2 separate regions of the Gossypium hirsutum genome follow, and region 1 is linked to region 2. A link is a contact called in public Hi-C data. All regions are on one chromosome and are shown on one strand. The core of a region is the stretch at or near the end of the contact, and the rest is flanking DNA. Distances in the headings are between cores, read along the strand shown. Region 1 holds the start of LOC107914514. Region 2 holds the start of LOC107914506 (thioredoxin H9).

Region 1 (7,114 bases), core at 1,261-3,760, 140 kb before region 2:
TGAATTTACCTTGTTCTTTTAAAATTTTAAACGACTTATGATCACAGTAAATCACAAATTCTTTAGACATAAGGTAAAGTTGCTAAACCTCAAATGCCTTTACCAAGGTATATAGTGGAGTAGTTGAGCTGAGCTCTGATATTAAATTTTGTAAAATACAATATTTTTAACCCTAAATCTCCAAGTTTATTAAATCGATAAGAAAACATGTTTTTTTATATAAAAATAAGGAGATAGCTTATTTTACATCACCTTTAATAAACTTGTAACTAGAGATAATGGTAATTAGCTAGTTTTGCCTCGCATCATCTTTAATCAACTTCTTATAACAATAACGATAAATAAACAACTCCTTACCACAATCCTAAAAAATTGTGTACCTAGAACCCGTTGTTACCGTCATTATGATTGCTAGAACAATCCTCATGTCATCCACCATTTCCGACTTAAGCCTTGTTTAATACTTTAATAAATGCCCTTGTAACTTTTTCTATCAAAAGCATGTTTCCTCGTCAATATTCAAAATTTTCTATTAATAAAATTGTGCCTTTGGGGAAATTCTTTCCTTGTTTTTATTACTTTTTTTTAATTATAATTGTATTTGAAGTTGTGGAACTTTAATTCTCCATTCCCAATCATCAATTTTTGTAGTTGAAAAAACAATTAATTTACTTATTGTTCAAACTAATGTCTAATCTAATGTCTAAACACAAGTTTGAACAAAATAGTGAACAAAGATAAAAAACAGTTATGGTAAAGAGAGATATAAATACACGACATTTGTTAACGCAGTTCAAAAATAATCCTACTCTATGGCGCCTTACTCAGAATAGTTTATTCAAACATTAGTTCAGTAATCTATCAAGTAAATCCCAATCTACCCTACACAAGTAATTGTAGCCCTAATAAATAACTCCAACTTGTTACAATCACTCACTCAAATACCTCGCTTACAATAGTTTCAAGTCTCTTTAATATTGCCTAGAAAATGAGTTCAAAACACAATAGCAAAGAGACAAGCAATACCAACACAAACACTATCCAAAATATGTATCTCTATATGTGAATAAACGACCTATTTATATGCACAATACGATTGCTTCCCTTAATGATTTTTTTTGTAGATAAATTTATCATTTTAATTGAATAATAATCCAAGATATTTACCTCCAATATTTATTCAAAGATAAAGCCTTATGAGCTAAGTAATTCATCAATTTAATCCACAAGATAAATTCTTAAAGGATAATAATAAGTTTTATTAGATAAGACATGCCGATCTTCATGTTTAGTCAATCAGTAAAATTTGATCATTATAGTTCTGAAAGAGATAAATTAAGTTAGGAGAATCATTTGCTTATGAAAAAAGTAAATATGGAGATAAAAGTCAAAATGCAACATCTAACTTCACTTGAGTTGTCTTGAAGTCATGTCCAGAATGTTGTCCAAAGATCGATTTGGAAATCAGTTTAAGCGCGAGAATGAAAAAGCAATTCAAGAAATTATTTGAACATGAATTAAAACATCAGCAATAACGAAAGTCCCAATAATAGCAGCAAATCTCATTTTCACTACCACTTCCATTACTATATAAGAAGCCCATGTATGGTGATCCAAAAACTTTGTTTTGTTAAATTATAATCTATAGGCCAGAAATCAACATAGTAATTTTGTAGTAGAAGGATATGGTTATCGAAACTCTAAGGTCTTCCATCCATCAATCTTTTCTTTTTTTTTTATCCTTTAGAGATTGTGGTGTAATTTGTCAATCTCCATACTATTGTAAAGGTAGGAATCACTGTATCATTGTGAAACATCCCCCTTATATGTAATCTTCCAACTAGCCACTATTTTCGTTTCTTGGGTTTGTTTTTTGAACCAAGTTTGTCGGTGTTTTGACTTCCGGTCACTATTCTTCGTAAATTGACTTTAGCTTTGGCCATAGCCTCCAACTCCATCTAATATATATAACTTGATGTTACCCCTAATGCCATCGTGACTAAAATCCCGAGGAAGCCAGTTGTTGGTAATATACGAATTATGAAACTATGTATATATATATGAATTACTATGAAATAAATAAGTAAATGGGGGGGGGGATTAAGCGATTGATTGAGAGTGGAAGACAATTTCCTTGACACATGAGTTTACATTTTAGACTTTCCACTTTGTTGTCAACAACCATCCCCACTGAGATTGAGACTCAAGAAACAAATTTCAATTGTGTAGGTTCTTTCTTTCATTGTTTGCTATATAGTTCATATGTTCACAGCAACCTAAGCTAATTCAAGCTAAGGGAAAAAAAAATAAAGAATAGAAAGAAAGACAAAAGTTAGAGAGGGACACGTTCGCCTTAGGAGCTGAAGAAAGCAAATAATGTGGTAGCACTAAGTATGGAGAGAGAGAGAAAAAAAAAAACCCCATACAAACAAAACACCTAAAAAATAAAAGCAAAGCAAGCATGTGGACAGTGGGGTTTAAGAGATTTTTTTTATTTTATTTTTACTACTGCTTATGCAACTACTACTTCATACAACCTGTAAATAAAAATTAAAAATAATAATAGGAAAAAACCCCTTTCTCTTCTCTTCTTTTCTCTTTCCTTTCTCTTTTCTCTCCTCTCTCTTTCTCTCTCTGTATGTATGTATGTCCGTTGCATTTATATAAACATGCAGTAGAGCGTTTCTCCATTTTTTTTTTGAAAATTTTTGTGGTAAACGAGTGTGAATATTGGGCATCCCCCAGATTGCCCAAATCTAGCTCATTTTCATCGTTTATGGTTTTGATTTTGCTAATCAATTCCAAGGATTGCGACTCATTCTACTACCGTTAGCAGTATTTTTTTTTTTTGTTTCCTTCCTTTTTCCTTTCCTTTTCTGCTCCCTCTCGCTTTACTCTCTTCGCCTCTCAGCTTCTTCTACAAGTTGATGTTCAAAACAGAATCCTAAGTTTACCTTTTTTTTCTCTTTTTTTTTCAACTATGGATCTGCTTATTTGACAGTTGTTTTTATCACTGTTTTCCTTGAAAGCTCATGCAATTGCTTCAATGCCGTTTCCTGTTTGCCCCCGTCACATCGCTTACCCGCTTGCATTATAAATGAATTTCGACACTCGTGCTTCCGTCCCGCTGCTTCCGAGTCTCGCGATGCTCCTTGTGTTTATCTGCTTGTTGTTAGTCTCGCCTCTACTGGTTCAATCTTTTGATGCTAATGCCTCTTCGACAAGCGCCGCCAGAGCCCTGGATGCGCTCCTTCAAGACTATGCTTACAGGGCCTTTGTACGCCCTAGGACTGGAGTGCCCTACGATGCCCGCGTTCCTTCTAATTTCACTGGGATTAGCATTACAGCAATGAGGTTGAGGAGTGGTAGCTTGCGGACCAGGGGTGTGAGGATGTACAAGGAGTTCGAGATCCCCATTGGAGTTGTGGAGCAACCTTATGTGGAAAGGCTTGTTTTGGTTTACCAGAACTTGGGCAATTGGTCCCTGCGGTATTATTCGCTTCCCAACTACACCTATCTCGCTCCTGTTCTGGGTCTTCTTGCTTATGATGCTTCTAACTTATCGGCTACCAATTTGCCGGAATTGGATTTAAGAGCATCTGGGGATCCTATAAAAATCAAGTTTTCAGATGTTCGATTGGCTCCCAATGGGTCACTGCCCAAGTGTGTTTGGTTTGATTTACATGGTTTGGTTAAATTAAGTAACTTGACATCAGCCAATGAGTGTTCAACTATCCAACAGGGGCATTTTTCTATCGTTACTGAGTCAATTGCGCCACCAAGCCCACCAACCAGAAGTGAAGGAAAGGAGAGTAATAGAAGAACATGGATAATTGTTGCTTCTGTTGTGGGTGGAGTGGCATTGCTGGCATTCTTGGGATTCCTTGTACTCTGGGCACGCAAATGCAAGCGGAGAAAGAAAATGCAAGAGATGGAAAAGGCTGCTGAAGTGGGAGAAGCACTACATATGACCTCCGTTGGGGATACAAAAGCACCGTCGGCAACGGTCACTCGGACTCAACCAACTCTTGAGAACGAATATGTGCCCTAACCCTCATACGAGCATTTTCCTGTATTCAGTAATTCTTCTGGTCACAGCCTCACACCCATTCTTTTTCTTTCTAGCGGTTTGTTCTTGGTGACCTCTCGGTTGTAGTGTGGGTAATATAGGATTCTTTTTTGTGTAGGTCTGTTATTATTGCTCAAAAATCTTTTCATAATTCTATGATTCATTGTGGTGTGCATTTAGCCGAAATGATTTTATTCTATATGTCATGAATTTTAGTTGTCTCATTCGTATGGAATAAAACCTTTTTTTTCTTCCTGGGGTGCCTTGTGTTTTTGGATTTACTTTTGTCTGTTTCTGTCGAATGTAGGATGAAAAGGTTGCTTTGTAATCAAAGCAAAGCTGATGTTAAAGCTTGACTCCAACTACCGTTGGTTTGAGGCAAATGTTAGGCTTGGACATGTGTGGCTCTGAGTTATAATTTTATGTTTTACTCTGTCTATAATTTTTGGTTAGCTGTGCTACAGAGAACTTTATTCCAACTTCTTCGCCTGTAGCCAATTTTGGTAATCCTTGTGCATTCTGTGATCTTTTTTCTTGCTTAAGGTAGCTGAGCTAGAAACAAATGTTTGTTCTTTCTATAATGGTAGTCTTAAGAAGGTTAATGGTCTGCAAGGAAAGTTATTCTGTAAAAAGAAGTTCTAAAAAAATGTTATATCAGTAAGAAAATAAGGTATATATGACATAGAGGAGGTGGAGCAGACTCCGAGACTTTTCCCCTTAAATTTTAACCACAGCAGGGATTAGGAACTTTTGGAACTCATCTTCTTTGGTTGATGCAGTTTGGCCATCTTCAACATCTTCCGTTATTTTTGCTTGCTTCTTGAAGTGTAGCAATTGTGAAGCCCCTTTTGCATCTTTTGTGACATCATGATGTATGTGGTAAGTAGTAAGTCTACATTAAAAATTATACTGATCTCTAAATATTTTGGTAACGCCAAAACATTGATTCCTTTTTACTTTTCTAAGGTCCTACTCCCCTCAAGTGTAGTCTCTTGAAAGTGCTTGTAGGAAATCCTTCTGGTCTGATATAAATGATGAACATTTCTCTTCCCTGAAATCTGCTTATCTTGAATGCCAATTTTGTTTGTAGACTTCATTGCTAAATATAATTTTCTGATGGACTTTATCAAGTTGGAAGGGTAGTTAATTGTTGAACAATGCTTTCTACATTTGCCCTCAAACTTGGCCACTAAACTCTATTTTTCCACCTTGACTCTAGTTTTGTCACATAAAAAAAGTCCTGCTCACCAGAATGCAAGTCCAATACGACTTACATCTCTTGAGTCTTGATGAAGAAGAGATGAAAGTACTTGGAAGACAGAATAGAGAATCTTCAAATTGGTAACTACTTTGTCACATCCCTGATCATCAGAATGTAGGTGCAATACGTCTCTTGAGTCTTGATGAAGAAGAGATGAAGTTCTTGGAAGACAAAAGAGAGTATCTTTGAATGGATAACTATCTTGTATAGAATAGTGGATGTTAACGTTTCTGTCCAGCCATTATTGCAACATGTAATATGCCGAAATATTTGCATCTTGAATAATTCCTCTCAAATCCAATTTACTTGAGCAGGCGTATAATTTAAGATGTACATCATTCTATTCAAGGCATCAACAGCCTTCTTCTCTTTACTTTCTACTTAAAATTGCATTTGGTAGTGTGGTTAAGCATGTCTTTGCGGGTTCAGTAATCTTGGCCTTTCCCATGATGTATTTCTTGAGTTCTTCCGGAGACATAGGCTTCTTTATGGCTACTTTTTTCCCTTTTTGCTAGACAAGACTAGTTCATGTTGTTTCTAGAAAGAAAATAGTATCTGCTTCCCTTTTTTGTATCTATCTCTGCCATATAACCATGGCTTACGTAGAAGAAATTTTCTAATAGTCGTAGGCTTGATATTACACCAGTTATTAATTTTATAGCTACTATAGGAATCGAAATGATCATTTTTATAGCTACTGGAATGGTGTTTTTCTTTTTCTACCCAAGTGATCTTGTAAGGCTGTGCATGTGATAGGCTTTGCTTTGTAGACTATAGCAGCTTATGATACTGCTTTCATAAAACTGTAGCAGTCCAGTATGCAATACCAAAGTTGTCATTGTTTTATAGTGGACTGTGAAGAATGGCAATATGATACAAATCTTGTTTTCTACCTTTTGTGCTGCAAATAGTTGCCTTACCACAATATTTGTTTTACGATATTGATAGAAATTGTTTCAGTGTTGCATTGGTCATTGTCTTCATCATCTACATGGTGTGTATTCTTCAACCTCATGTACTTTCACCTTCTACAGTTTCAGCATTACCTTTTTGTAATGAAGATTCTTGTTCTCTTTACTGTCTACATAAAATTGCATTTTGGATAGCGCGGGTAAGTATATATATATAGGCTATAAGGGCAAATATTTGCATTTCCACTTTGTTATGTATCTTTGCTGTATATCTTCCAAGAAGAATTATCTAACAGTTATTGGCACAATATCACCCCAGATATCATCTTTGTAGCTACCATAGGTACTTGAAAGAAACAAGAGCAGGATTACTGGAATGATATTTACTTTTGGGTTCAACCGAAGTGATCCTGTAAGGCTATGCATGTGGTTGGGCTTTGATTTGTAGAACCGCCACAATCAATTATGCATTTACAGAACATGTCGTGTGAAAAATAGCAATTAAGCCAATCTTCTTTTATCTTCCACCTTTAGTGCTGCTATTAGCTAGACTTCTCCTCGGCTTAAAAGTTGGGCATTTACTGATGCTGTTCCAAGGCGAAGGGCAGAGAGGAAGGTGTAGTTGTTTAGCTCTTATCTAGCTGAAATAATGAAATCATAATTCTTTTGAGTGCTGTGTTAATATGGGGTCATCTACAGATGGTCAAAAGCCTTCACAGGAGCATAAAACAAACATTTATTCCATGTCAGAAACCTATGGGATATTGCCTTTGCTGCTTTATGATGCTGCTAAAGCCAAAGAAAAGAAGCCTTTTCTGTTATGCTATGACTTGATTAGTTTGGTTGGTGGTTGAAGTGGTGCCTTTGTGTATC
Region 2 (7,511 bases), core at 3,280-5,779:
AATACGAAAGGTATGTGAACTAATATACTATATACAAGATATAGACACATTTATGAATGTTTTTTTATATTGTGGCAAGTGACATCTTCCATGATTGAATGAGTCTCATTTTTAATTGATGTTTATTAAAAATAAAATGTTTTATTAATTTATTACGTGAAAAATTCTTCAATTTATATTTTTTAACTGCCACACTTAGAAAATTATCCAATGTATAACCGTGAAGATCAAACTTAAAATAAATTTGATAAAATCTACTTAAAATAAATATATTTAATTTTTATAGACTTCAATTTTTTTAAAATTATAATATATCTTTTAACATATATAAAACATGCTATATATAAAATTATTTTAAATTAAATTTTATTGTATAAAATGCAGTATAAAAAAACTGGTTTTATTTATGTTTGTTATATGCCTATTATGATTAAATTAATACCTAAATATACTTTCGTTTCTAAAGTGCTAAAATACAAATAAGAAGAAACTAAAATTGGGATTTTATTATATAAATATTATTTTTGATTTTTTAAAGATTAACTCAATCATTATTATATAAATATAAAATAGACAATAATTAGTCAATTAATAAATAATTTTAAATCGCTCAATCATTGTCCAAAAAAGGTTATTGAGTTTGAAGGTGAGATCAGCTAATTACTTGAAGTAGAGTACATGTCTAACTCAAACATCTCTATTATGTTAGAATTTAATTAAAGAAATTATATTATTGAAGTGTAATTTAGTTTTTTATTTAAAAATTTAATAAAAAGAACTGATGTCACAAATTAATCAAACACTAATTCTATTAACGAAACTACTTTGATATCCTTTCATATTTAAAATAAGTTATATTATTTAAAGTTATTTTAATCTTTTATTTAAAAAATAGTAATAAGCATATGATGATATTTGAACTCATGTCAATTCCATTTATAAAATCTTAAATTTACTATTCAATCAAAGCTTTATTTTAATATTTGTATACATTTTAATTCTGTTGTGCTCACTTTATTAACATCATAAATTATATATCTATACTATTATTTAAATTTCTGGGGTTTTTTTTTGGCATAATTTAAATATTTGATTTGGTGTTACAAGTCAATCGAGCACCTTTTTAATTAAGAAAAATTACTTTGATGTCCTTTAGTATTTAAAATAAATTATATTATTTAAAAATACTTTAGTCTTTTTATTTAACCAACGCTAATTGTATTAATAAAACTGTATTTTACCACTCAACCAAATCTTTATTTTGATTCTAAAGTAGATTTTAATTTTATTATATGCACTCATTACCTCTATCAATTGTATATCTATACTATTATTTAAGTTCTTATTTGAGTTGGTGTTACAAGTCAATCGAGCACCAACTTAATTAGTGAAATTACGAAAATGCCATTTTATTATTAAAATTAATTATATTATTCGAAGATACTTTAATAAAAAAATTGTATATTGTGGGATTTAAACCTATATTATTCATGTCAATAAAACATTAATTTTATAACTGAAGTAAAGTTTTATTATATTATGATATTTACATTTTAACTGTATTATAGTAATTTATTACTTTAATCAATTGTGTATATATTCGTAATGTTACTAATTGAGTTAGTGTCAAAAGTCAACTCAATAGTAACTAATAATAACATCACGTATAGTTATAATACATTTAGTATTTTTTTAATATGAAGTATTTACTATTTAAATTTATTTACTCACAATTTAAGTTTTTTCTATTTTAATATTATACATATTCATTATTAATTAATTTTAAATTATACTGATTATTTATCTAATATTTGTATTTTAAATATTATGTTTGCGTGTGATAAGATTCCTCTTGTTTATATAAAAAACTGTTATCTCTCTCGCTCTGTTGTGAGTGCAAAATCAAGGGATTGCCGGTGGAGACGACGCGCTCGTTGAGGGCCAAGGAAGGAAGGAAGAAGAGAGAGAGAGAGATAAAAAGGAGAATCTGCTTCAAAGTTTCAAACTTTCCCGTCTCATATCTAATCCCCAATTTCTCTCTTCTGCTCTAGGTATATTTTCTTTTTTCTTTCACAACTTTCTTCTTCAATCTTTACTTTCACTGCAGTTGCTATATATTGTTCTTCATGTGATGGTTTTTTCTGATTTTGTCTTCAGGTTCCTTCCTGTCCTCTTAGGATTCTTGTGGTCTGTTCAAAGCGTCATGGCCTCGAAGCGGATTTTGAAGGAACTCAAGGATTTGCAAAAGGATCCACCCACTTCTTGCAGTGCAGGTCCCTTTTCTTTTTCTGGACATACATAAATTTTATGCCCCTCCTGATAATAACTTCATTTATACCACTTTGTCTATTTTTCTTTTCTCTGGTTTCATGTACAATACGTGTCATTTATATACCCATGAATGTATTGAATTCCATTTAGGATTATATGTATTTGGCTGTATACTTATAACCTGTGCTCAAGCAAGCTTGCTTTTGTCCATCCCCAGTGCTTATCGCTGAAATTCCGTAACCATGGATGCTGAGGGTCGGACCCTCAACATGTCGAGGTTTTGTCTCTCTGTCGAGAGCGCTGATGGGTTCACAAAGCAGGTGCGCGTCTCGGGATGCCTGAATAGGCAGGAGCCAGAGTTACTGAAGAGCGAGCACATGGTGCCATGGTTGCCGAAAAGCTAGCTAATGGCAAGGCTCGAACTCAAGACCTCTACTATATAGAAGTCCTTGAGGGAGCCAGGGTACGGCTTGGGCTAGTGACCCTCAACAATGTAGCATGGGTCCGAAGTCCCTAAGTTTTTAGTCTACAAAATTTTCGATTCGCATTCTTTAGACCTAACTTTGTCATGTGATGCTCTATTATGTCACTAACCTCGGGATGCTTGCACTTTTTTTTTTGTGATAGGACCTGTAGCTGAAGACATGTTTCATTGGCAAGCAACAATCATGGGCCCTTCCGATAGCCCTTATGCGGGAGGTGTATTTTTAGTTAGTATTCATTTTCCTCCAGATTATCCTTTCAAGCCCCCTAAGGTAGTTTGCTTCACCTGGATCGTTTTATTATCCCTTTTCTCTGTGTGTGAAATGTTGTTTGAGTGGTACGTCCTCTTTTCATGGATAATGCTGCCATCATGTTTAGGTTGCATTTAGGACCAAGGTTTTCCATCCAAACATCAATAGCAATGGGAGCATTTGTCTTGATATCCTAAAAGAACAGTGGAGTCCAGCCCTAACCATTTCCAAGGTTTGACCTTACTCCTGTTAACCTTATGGTATTTCATACACATGCAGAATCTTGGTTTTTGGCCGACTATGGCTGCACAAAAGTTTCTCTGGTGTTACTTTTAAATGATTTCAATATCCTTGGGTAAAATTACTTTCTATTGGTTATAAGTTAGACTTGCATTTTACGAGTTTGTATGCGTTTCCAACACACGAACAATCACTACAGTTACTCCCCGAGTTTAATTCTTTCTGGGAATTGAATAATTAATATCAGAAGAGAAAGACCAACCTTGATTAAATATCATTGGCAATACGCACCAACTTTAGCCACTTTAGAAGATGAACTATTATATTGTTGTTGTTACTATCCTTCTTTGCATTGGCTTCTGCCGCTGATTGGAAATAAAAGAGTTTAACTCCAATGCGAAACCAGGTTCTGCTCTCGATCTGCTCGTTGTTGACTGATCCAAACCCTGATGACCCACTTGTTCTGGAGATTGCGCACATGTATAAGACTGATCGGGCAAAGTATGAAGCTACAGCACGTGGCTGGACCCAGAAGTATGCCATGGGATGATGGTGGTTAGTGGGTAATACGTATTGGCTTTTGTACGATGCCATGTATGTGTTAAAACCTTCATATATTTTGGTTTGGGAAGGAACTTGTGATTGTGCTTAGATTTGGATTTGAATTATGTGGACATCTTATATCAAAGGTGGGTCTATGGTTGTAAGAGAGAATGCCATTCCATTCCATGTCTTTTTATAGCTTGTTATATGATGAAGCATTTCCTAAAACTTTCATGCTTATAAGTGGAGGATTATGGTTTGACTACAAAATTTTTAACAGTTAAAAATATGCCATCAGTCCTTGTGCTCCTCCAACATTTGGAATTTAGTCCCTATATTAAAATTGTTAAATTTTTTTATTAAATTCAAGTTATTATAATATCACTTTTTTAGTTACATGGTTGTTAGGTAAATTTTTTTTTTATTTCAAAATTTCACACTAATATGTTTAATAAAAAACATTTAACAGGGTCAAAATTTAAAAAATAAAAAGTATGAGATTGAATTTCAAATTTTTTAAAAAGTGCAGGGACTGATGAGTTGAGGTAAGAAACCATCATGTCAAATAATTATAACCATAAATGGACAACCCAACCCTTAGGGCAACTGAAAACAGTTGCCAAACTTTAGGTAAAACGAATCGTAATTCTTTAACCACAACCCCATAATAAGGTTGTTGATATAGCTTCAAGCTTAAGAATTTCTTTAATTAATTTTAAATTATACAGACTTGAATGGAACAACTGCATTTCAGCACTGAAAATTTCTTGTTCCACAACATTAATTATTTTACTTACGGAGCATAAATTAAAAATTAAATCTTTTATTTTTTTCAATTATTGACCCATTACTTTTTTTCCTTCCAAATTTGCTTGTATGAATGTATTTAGTAGGTAAATTTTAATTAAAAAAATACTAATTATATAAATAAAAATAACTAAATCTTGCGATAATTGTAATAAAGGATTAGTCGGAAAAAGAATATTTTAGAAATTAGTGGCATATTTTGATCTAAAATTTTTTAGTTATTCTAAAATATAAAATAGAAACTAGAAAAATTCAACCTGTTGGCAACAGCGAAAAACATGGGGGTATATGAGTAAATTGCGATGCAAAAGGCAAGGATCTAAACAGTCAGAGAACAGGTCAGTCCTTCGAAGCTTGAGCCTGCTTGACTCTATTCCTGTTTGTGTTGGAGACTTTGGGTTTCTAATCTACTACTCTGTTTCCTTCATTGATTTTTCAGAAGCTTTTCGTACCCAAAATTTTCTGCTTACTCATTCTTTATTTAATTTCTACTTCATTAGATTCCTTAAACCGCAAGGTTACTTTAATTTTCGCATCTAGTATTGGATTCTTTTTATTGTCACCAATCTAATCGGAAAATCAAGCCTTAATCTTTACAGGTAAATTAGCCGTCGCTTTGTTCTAAGTTGGTAATTGACGGGTGTTCTATTAATCTTCTTAGCTTGCATTCCTAGCTTGCTTTTCTCTTTGTTTCCATTTGTAGAGTACTTTCAGATTACTCTTTTACTTTTCTGTTTCCTTTCTTGGTATTTGTTAAAATTCTGATAATTCAAGTGAAAAAGCTATGTCTAAATGTCGTTGGAATTGTTGTTGCATTTTGACTATTTGTTCAATCGAATGAGAATTTCATTTTTGGAGGATTTTCTTTTGCTTTATTGGCAAGGATTTGAGAAAGCAAATAGCATGATTTGGTTTTGTATATCATAATTTTGGGTTTGAAAAACAGGATGGACTGTAACTTATTCAGAAATGTAAATACATACCCTTAGGGTTTTATCCAAGTATTGTTTATTAGGAAATAATACAGCTATTATGCCTTTTGAAGTTTATTGCCTGTGTGGAAGTAGTGTGGATTTACTTTTAACTTGTTTAAGATTGATTATTGTGTATAAATTGATAGTTAAAATTGTTTCTTTACCATGGACTTAAGTCTGCAATGTCTGGAATTTGATGTCTTCCCAACTTTCAGGGGTACTGATACATTGCTGCAGTTGGCGTTTTGGCATTTTTCAAATATGGGACATTGCTTCTCTAAGGTAAGTGCTCTTAGCACATTTTATTTATTTTATAGCATGCAATTTTGGTTTTCTCGCCTAATAGTTATCGTTCTGGTTCTCGGGTTTTCTGCATTTATTTATCTATCAGTGAATAACATTTTGATAGGTTTAGTAACTGTACTGCCGCAAGAACAGGGTATAATCCTTTGGTCTTTTGAGTTTTTAATGACTTAATAATATATCTGATGAGAGAATTATGTTGGCCAAGATGCAATGAATCTTTAATTAAATAAACCAAAAAATATTCTGAAACTTTTCAAAATTAAAGTTTGCTGATATTTTACGTCCATTATTGGACATGCAAATTTGTTCTGAAACATTTTTCATCCAATTTAAAATTCTCAGAGTTCTTGCATTTATTTAAAGCTGTTGAACGGTTGTCAGCATGACATTTGTTGATACAGGTCTGGGTTGTGGAGAAGTGTGGTTTACATTGTGGTGCTTACAGCCCGATATGCTGGTTCAAAAGGTGTTTTTTTTTGGCAGATTTTGGGTAGTTAAATGTCTTCCACACTTCCTACAAGACTTGAACTAGATAGTTGTATTTGCCGTCGGTCCTCCTGTACCCTTTCTCCATTCCCAACATTGTCAAGCCCATCATCTCTAGTGATGCTTCCCTCATCAGATTTTTCTTTGCTTATAAACTCAACACCCTGTTGTATTTCATCGATCAGTAGTCTCATCATCATCATTCAGCCCATTTCTACAATCATCAAAACTCACTTTTCTTTTATCATTGCTGATACACTTGCTCCTTCCAGGTTTACTATTTCATCTTCCTCCACTTGCATCCTTAGCATTTTTAGAGCTTAGAGGTTTGACAGTGTTGGGAATGGAGAAAGGACGCAGGCAGAGGAAGATGAAATAGTAAACCTAAAAGGAGCAAGTGTGTTAGCAACAGCAAAGAAAGTGATGTCCATGCGGATGTTGATGACAAGGTGGGTGATGGTGTTGGTGAGTAGGATGATGATGATGGTGATAATGTTTTAATTCTTTATTCTGTCAACATGGTGGATAGATGTGCAAGAGGAAACCATGCTGGAGACTGCATTGTTGGTGATTGGTTAAAAGGAGAGTATTGTATTAAATGCAATAGCAGCAGTGGCTAGGTTTTGGTCTGCAGCAAAAATGGCTGCCCAATTGCTTTCCATGAGGTGTGCATAACTTGGAAACTCGAATTTGATTATATGGGTAAATTCTATTGACCTTATTGTTGGTACAAGCAACAAGTGGCCAAGTTCAAACAGCTGAGAATGAAAGCTATGTTGACAAAGAAGGAATTGTCCAACTTCATATGTTTGAGAAGGGATGGTGGAAGTGAAGAGAAGCAAGAAGGTAAAATGGTGAATATGAAAGGAATGAGTGTGTCAACAATGGCAAGGGAAGTCGGTTTTGGTGATAGCGGAAATGGGCTTAAATGATGATGGTAAAAGAAACATGGGTGTTGAGTTTATAAGCATAGAAAAATCTGATGAGGGAAGCATTTTTAGAGCTCATGGGTTTGACAATTTTGGGAATAGAGTTGGTTCTGGTGATTGTGGGAATGGGCTGAATGATGATGATAAAGGACCATTCATAATATTTACGACGAAACATAGGTGTTGAGTTGATAAGCAAAGAAAAATCTAATGAGTGAATC

Evidence for each region. A called contact is a pair of places that touch in the nucleus more often than the background predicts.
Region 1: a Hi-C map of leaf shows a contact between it and region 2, with 2.4 times the contacts expected there. The contact joins the promoter of LOC107914514 here to the promoter of LOC107914506 in region 2. A contact is called at or near these places in 2 of 34 Hi-C or Micro-C datasets (both in leaf).

The regions. Positions count from the first base shown.
Region 1 is chrD10:18,624,452-18,631,565 of Gossypium_hirsutum_v2.1, reverse strand. It overlaps LOC107914514, which reads left to right and starts at 2,510. Exons shown (of 1, transcript XM_041102159.1): 1 at 2,510-4,324. The coding sequence starts at 3,098. The coding sequence ends at 4,051.
Region 2 is chrD10:18,486,569-18,494,079 of Gossypium_hirsutum_v2.1, reverse strand. It overlaps LOC107914506 (thioredoxin H9), which reads left to right and starts at 4,529. Exons shown (of 5, transcript XM_016843441.2): 1 at 4,529-4,933; 2 at 5,785-5,851. The coding sequence starts at 4,884. It overlaps LOC107914507 (ubiquitin-conjugating enzyme E2-17 kDa), which reads left to right and starts at 1,814. Exons shown (of 5, transcript XM_016843444.2): 1 at 1,814-2,051; 2 at 2,158-2,273; 3 at 2,899-3,026; 4 at 3,133-3,237; 5 at 3,652-4,016. The coding sequence starts at 2,204. The coding sequence ends at 3,795.